2 separate regions of the Zea mays genome follow, and region 1 is linked to region 2. The links are chromatin contacts, called in public Hi-C maps. All regions are on one chromosome and are shown on one strand. Each heading gives the region's core, a stretch centred on a gene start, on an enhancer-like site or on the middle of the called end of the contact. The rest is flanking DNA. Distances are from core to core; before and after follow the strand shown.

Region 1 (2,700 bases), core at 82-2,581, 190 kb after region 2:
GAGCGATTGTGATTAAAGCAGGTAATATCTTAATTGTTGGGAAGTGGAAGGAGCTTGCCTTGAAGCGGCCGGACTCAACGATGGCTTGGATATCGGCCACCCTCTTGAACACCAGTGGCGACGTCCTGGAGGCTATTCTCTCCTCCCGACGGCACCCAGACCTGGAGGCAAGAAAGCGGAGGGGATGGTGAGATTCGGATCCGGAAGTGGTAGCACCCCTCACGCGCCACCAACTCGACGCCACCATTTTCTCGTCTGCTGGCCACTCGATCTAGGCGAGGGACATGTAGCCGCAGTAGAGAAAGCTCGTGACTTGTGAGGGACGGCATGAGGTGGGTTCAGACACCGCCACCGATGAATTTGGCCTGCTCCTTTTCCCCCCTCTAACCTTCTCTCGGACGGCGAGGCGAAGGTGAGCACTGGCTTGATGGGCTCCTCGACCTCCTCGATGCGGCTGACCTCGGATAACCAGGTCAGCGTGGCGGAGCAGGTCGGGCACGTCGAGCGTAGGCCACAGCTGCGCCGCGACGAGGGACGTCTGCATTGGTGGCCCTGCTCCCAGAGAGTATTACAGGGGGACCAGGTGGACGAGATCTTTGAGGGGGAGGATGGGAAGAAAGAGGGCGCGGATGGAGCGACTGCCATGGATGGAAGGGGGCGGATGGAGCGCGGCTACCATGGGCGATTCGCGGTGGATCCCTGGCGCGGAGGAAATTTGGGAGCGGGGCGCGGCTGCCATGAACCTACGCGCGATTTGTGGGCGCGGACAGACGCTGCCATGGATGGCGGGCGACTACAGAGAGGAGAGCGGGGCACGGCTGCCATGAATCTGTGTGTGATTTGTGGGCGCGGACAGCGCTGCCATGGATGGCGGCGGATTGTAGAGAGGGGCGCGGAGATGGCTGCGATTCTTGGCGCAAATGGCGGGAGACAAAGGTGGGGGCGGTTGCCGTAGAGCGAGCAGACAGAACACTGTATGTGGACGCCTACAGTAGTAACTTAAGGAGTAGTAGAGATAGAGGCCATAGTTATTTTAAGAGCTAAAAACTCAAACATTAAAAATGACTCATAGGACATATTTTTACCGTTCTAATCACTTTTAGCTCTTTTAGTTTGGATAGCTTATATAGTGACTAAACTTAAGTCATTTTTTTAGTTCATAAGATCCAAACAGTCCGTTAGTTCTTCGTCATTTCTCATACAAGAAAAACAACAGTCAAAACTCCAGACATGAGTTCATATCACGACCACTGACCACTGTTGCTTCGTGTGACTGCCTAGTGCCGTATCGGATCGCCCTACGCAGTTGACGGTGACGGGAAGGCGACGAAGAAGAAGCGTCTGACGGTGGGCCCTCCTGCCGTACCCAACGGATGACCGTAGTCCGTAGAGCAGCCGCCGATAAGACCATTGCTTGGTTCCGCCCCGAGAAAACGGACGCCCACAACGAAAGCGGAGGGAAAAGCGAGGGAGGCAGCCTTCTATTTTCTGTCAAAACAAGGGCGATACTCCTCCTACTCCAGCGCACACGCAGATCAGCGTCGAAATCCGTCGCATCGTGCCCGCCTCGCTGTCTCCGCTGGGCGCTGGTGGTCATGGCCCGCAGGGCGCTGGAGCTCGCGGCGGTTCTGCTCGCGCTGGCGGCGCTGGCGGCCGTGGCGGCCGGAGGGGACATCGTGCACCAGGACGACGAGGCGCCCAAGATCCCCGGCTGCTCCAACGACTTCGTGCTGGTATGGGGTATAGATGGCCAAAAAGCACGAGGCCCGTGAGCCCGGCACGAAGCCCGCTTTTTGGGCCCGGTCCGAGCACGGCACGGTAGAATAAGCGGGCGGGCTTGGACAGGAAACTAGGCACGGCGGGCTAGCCCGGCACGGCCTGTTTACCTCTAAGCCCGTTAAACCCGTTTTTTTTACACTAAAACGTGCTTACCGGCCCGTTTAGCCCGCTTTTCGGCCCGTTATTTCGTGCTAAACGGGCCGGCCCGGCCCGTTTAGGCCCGCTGCGGGCCGGGCTTGGACAGAAACTTAAGCCCGCTGGCTCAGCAGGCCCGGCCCGGTTTTGGCCGGGCTTCACCGGGCCCGGGCCGGGCCGGGCCGGGCCGGCCCGTTTGGCCATCTCTAGTATGGGGTGCCTCCTGTCTGTCACCTCGCAAGCGACGCAGTTGATTTTAGTCTAGCTGGTGCGATGCTGGCGAGGGTTTGGGCCCGTGAGTTTCGGATTGGGTGTTTTTGGGGCTAAACTAGGGATTGAATTCGTCGTGGACTCGTGGAGTTTGCAATCTCGCCTCGGATGGCCGTACCGTCGCTTTATTTTTTTGGGTGTGGATTGGGTTGGGTGTTCAGCCACGTCATTTGCTTGGACGGGAAGAGGGACGATTAGGTCGCCCGTACGGTCTCGCGTACAGCATCGTCGGCTATGGAGTCTCTAGAGCTTCATTAGATATGCTGTTAATTACACGGAGTATGCCCGTTGCCTTTATGCGCCTCATTAGATACGATGATCATGATGGCACTTACGACTTTCAAGTTTGAGAATGCTGGCAATTGATTGAATGAAAAAAAAAGAATACTGCCACTTGGGAATTATAGGTCATGCGTTGGCGGAACCCGGTGTTGTTGGCTTATTCCACTTTCCTATTTTAGATAAAGCCCAGCTTTAGTGTAAGCTCATTCAACTCATCTAAGCTGCTGGGATTCT
Region 2 (2,842 bases), core at 119-2,618:
TGGGAAAAGGGGTACATCAACGGAGCACGGAAAACAACTGAATTACTGGTGTACTGAGAACTATGTGTGTGCGGAAGGAAATCGATGATCTCACATTTCTCTGCTCTAAGTTTAGTATGTGAAAAAAACATAATGTTTTCGTAAAGAAATACTCAAATACCTGAAACCTTATTTAATGATGATGACGACCTTGTGCTCCCAGCTACGGCCAGGAGATAGTTTTTCCACTTGACCTGAGCAAAAAGACAACGACCAGCATATATCATGATAGCTGTTTAGATCAAATGAGCAAAAGAGGCTGCAGAGCTACAAGACAGTAAAAAAAAACCATCAAAAGGGTAGGATGGCGTGTTTACCATACTGTGGCCTGCTAATGCTGGGAACGATCCACCTGTGGCATCATTTTCATGGTTGGGATGTTTTGAGCCTCTAGCAGGGCTTAACGCTGACCAAGAGGATGTCTTAAAATCAAAAACCTGCCAAACGTGTCCAAGTTTGTTCAATTATAGGTAAAAGGAAATTGCGAGGGACGATATTTAGTGGGCCTGGCAAACCTGGACGTCCGATAGAGAACGGCCGTTGCGACTCCCTCCGACAACGTACAGCTTGTCTTGAACCACTTGGGCAGCATGCTGTTACATATGTGAGAGCGGTTAACCAGAGGGTTGGATCATCGCACAGCAAACGAAGGCCAGCACATCTAACTGATTCCGTCATTTCACATGGATGGAAATCACTGCTTGATGGGCCAATGTCCCTCGACCCTCATGAGCTAAAGCTAAAACTAGCCGCTAGACATAGGGGTCGGCCACCAAGAGGCAGAACTAGGGCGCGGTTCGTGCTGGCTGCATTCTGCTGCAGCCGAGAATCTGTTTGCACCGACCGAATTTATACCAAGCAATGAAATATGAACTGATGATGATGACGGGGTTCCTCGCACTGCTGGTCGCCCAATCACAGCGAGATCGCCGCCAGCGACGGTAATGGTGACGAGGAAATCGATCGTATAATACAGTAGCAGGTATAACAGAAGCGGCAGCAGCAGAAAGGCAGGAACCGTACCTTGTAGCGCGCGGGCGGGCGCGGCGAGCCCCCGGCGGGGCTCAGCAGCACCCACTGGTCGTAAGGCGCCGCGGCGAGGCGGGCGTCGCCGCTGATCCCCTTCCCCATTTCCCACCGCACCGACACCCCCACGGCCCAACCTCGGATGGATGGATGGATGGATGGATGGATCTGGAAGCAAGTCGTGAAGAGCTGCTTCCTTGGGCGAGATTGATCCGGGCGCGGGATTCACTGAGACTGGTTCCCTGGCTGGGCTAGGGAGGGAATGGAGAAACGGAGTTGGATCTGAGGGAAGGGAAGAGGGAGACCCCAGCCCGGAGTCGCCGCGCGCGCGCCGTGTCCGCGTGCCGTGCGTCCGTGCGTGCGTGTCACGTCCGTTCGGTTGGGGCGACGGAACGGCGAGCCATTTGCATCGCGCTTCGTGAGAGGAAACACATAAACCCACTATGTGAAAACGTATTTTGTAGTATCTGCGTCAATACGTACTCAAAATATTATTTTTTATTGTTTTTTAATATAGACCACTTATTAATAGGGTGGAGTTTAAATATAATGATAGAGGTGGATAATCTATTGAGGATAGCCTTAAATGGGCGTTCGATTGGTTACATTCAGCTTAGCGAGGCCCATCAAATATAGGTCTCACTAGTTTGGTTGTTTATACCATATCTAGAGGTTTATATCCGCATGTGCATTCCTCCCTCCTAAGCCTAGCGGGAAAACGTCAGCGACTTTCTGTTTCTTCTTGGCCTAGCTCGCTACGAACGCGAGGGAGGAGCGCGGACTCCAAAACGTGGCTCCCACAATGCAGGTGTGGTTGCGCGGGGAAGTCTAAGGTTACCGACTTTCCGTCTTCCTTTTGTGCCACTCGCTGGGTATTTGTAGCCCCCCACGGGGAAGCTGATTGCAAATGTTCATTTCTTGCTACCTTGGTCTGAGATTAATGCCCATTGCCTATTACGATGTGATCTATATATTGAATTATCTAGTGGGTTACTAAGCACAATTCATGCCTATAATGATTCTATGTAACTATACCTTGCATTGTATTATGTTCTAACAAAATTTACAGCTATGGCTTGATGTGTAGTACATGCTGGGGCATCAAACTGGTGTGTTTTCTTCTTGGGATGCTTGTCATGCTTAAGTGCACGGTTTTCAGGGGAGCTTGCTACAAACGATGCAATTCAAGAGAAGAAGGGATGGCAAGAAGTTTTGGTTCTTCATAGGAACAAAATTAGTGCTACTACATGTAAAGATGTAATAATATTTCTATAGAGTGTTGTTATATTAGTTCACGTATTAACCATCACAGAATTTTTTGACTGACAACGTAGGAAGAGGCTCCCACTTGAATTTTATTGATTCCGGCATGACTGAGTCACGCCTCAACGACCTCATTTTTAAGGAAAACAAGAAAAAACATTTACTTAGAGTCGTGGCAGACCACAGATTACAAAACAGCTGCTAGCACAACGCAGCAATAAATTTCAACGACATAGAGAGAGAGAAAACAAACACACACAGGACAGGCAGACGGGACATGACCATCAAATAACGTACTTGCCAGCTAACCCAAACCGATGTAAACTGACAGTCGCCTAGAGGGGGGTGGATAGGCGGAATCTAAAATTTATAACTTAAACACGCTGCAAGCCGGGGTTAGCGTTATAATTAAATCTGAGTCCGGGAGAGAGGGGAAAACAAATCAACCAAAGAAATAGAGCGGATGACACGGTGATTTGTTTTACCGAGGTTCGGTTCCAAAGAACCTAGTCCC

Evidence for each region. A called contact is a pair of places that touch in the nucleus more often than the background predicts.
Region 1: a contact with region 2 is called in a Hi-C map of endosperm, with 3 times the contacts expected there. The contact joins the promoter of LOC103654100 here to the promoter of LOC100277414 in region 2. A contact is called at or near these places in 7 of 25 Hi-C or Micro-C datasets (bundle sheath, ear, endosperm and 3 more).

What each region holds. Positions count from the first base shown.
Region 1 is chr4:175,138,275-175,140,974 of Zm-B73-REFERENCE-NAM-5.0, reverse strand. LOC103654100 (signal peptide peptidase-like 4) reads left to right here and starts at 1,331. Exons shown (of 14, transcript XM_035967415.1): 1 at 1,331-1,347.
Region 2 is chr4:175,324,825-175,327,666 of Zm-B73-REFERENCE-NAM-5.0, reverse strand. It overlaps LOC100277414, which reads right to left and starts at 1,368. Exons shown (of 13, transcript NM_001150979.1): 1 at 1,063-1,368; 2 at 555-632; 3 at 357-476; 4 at 161-233. The coding sequence starts at 1,170.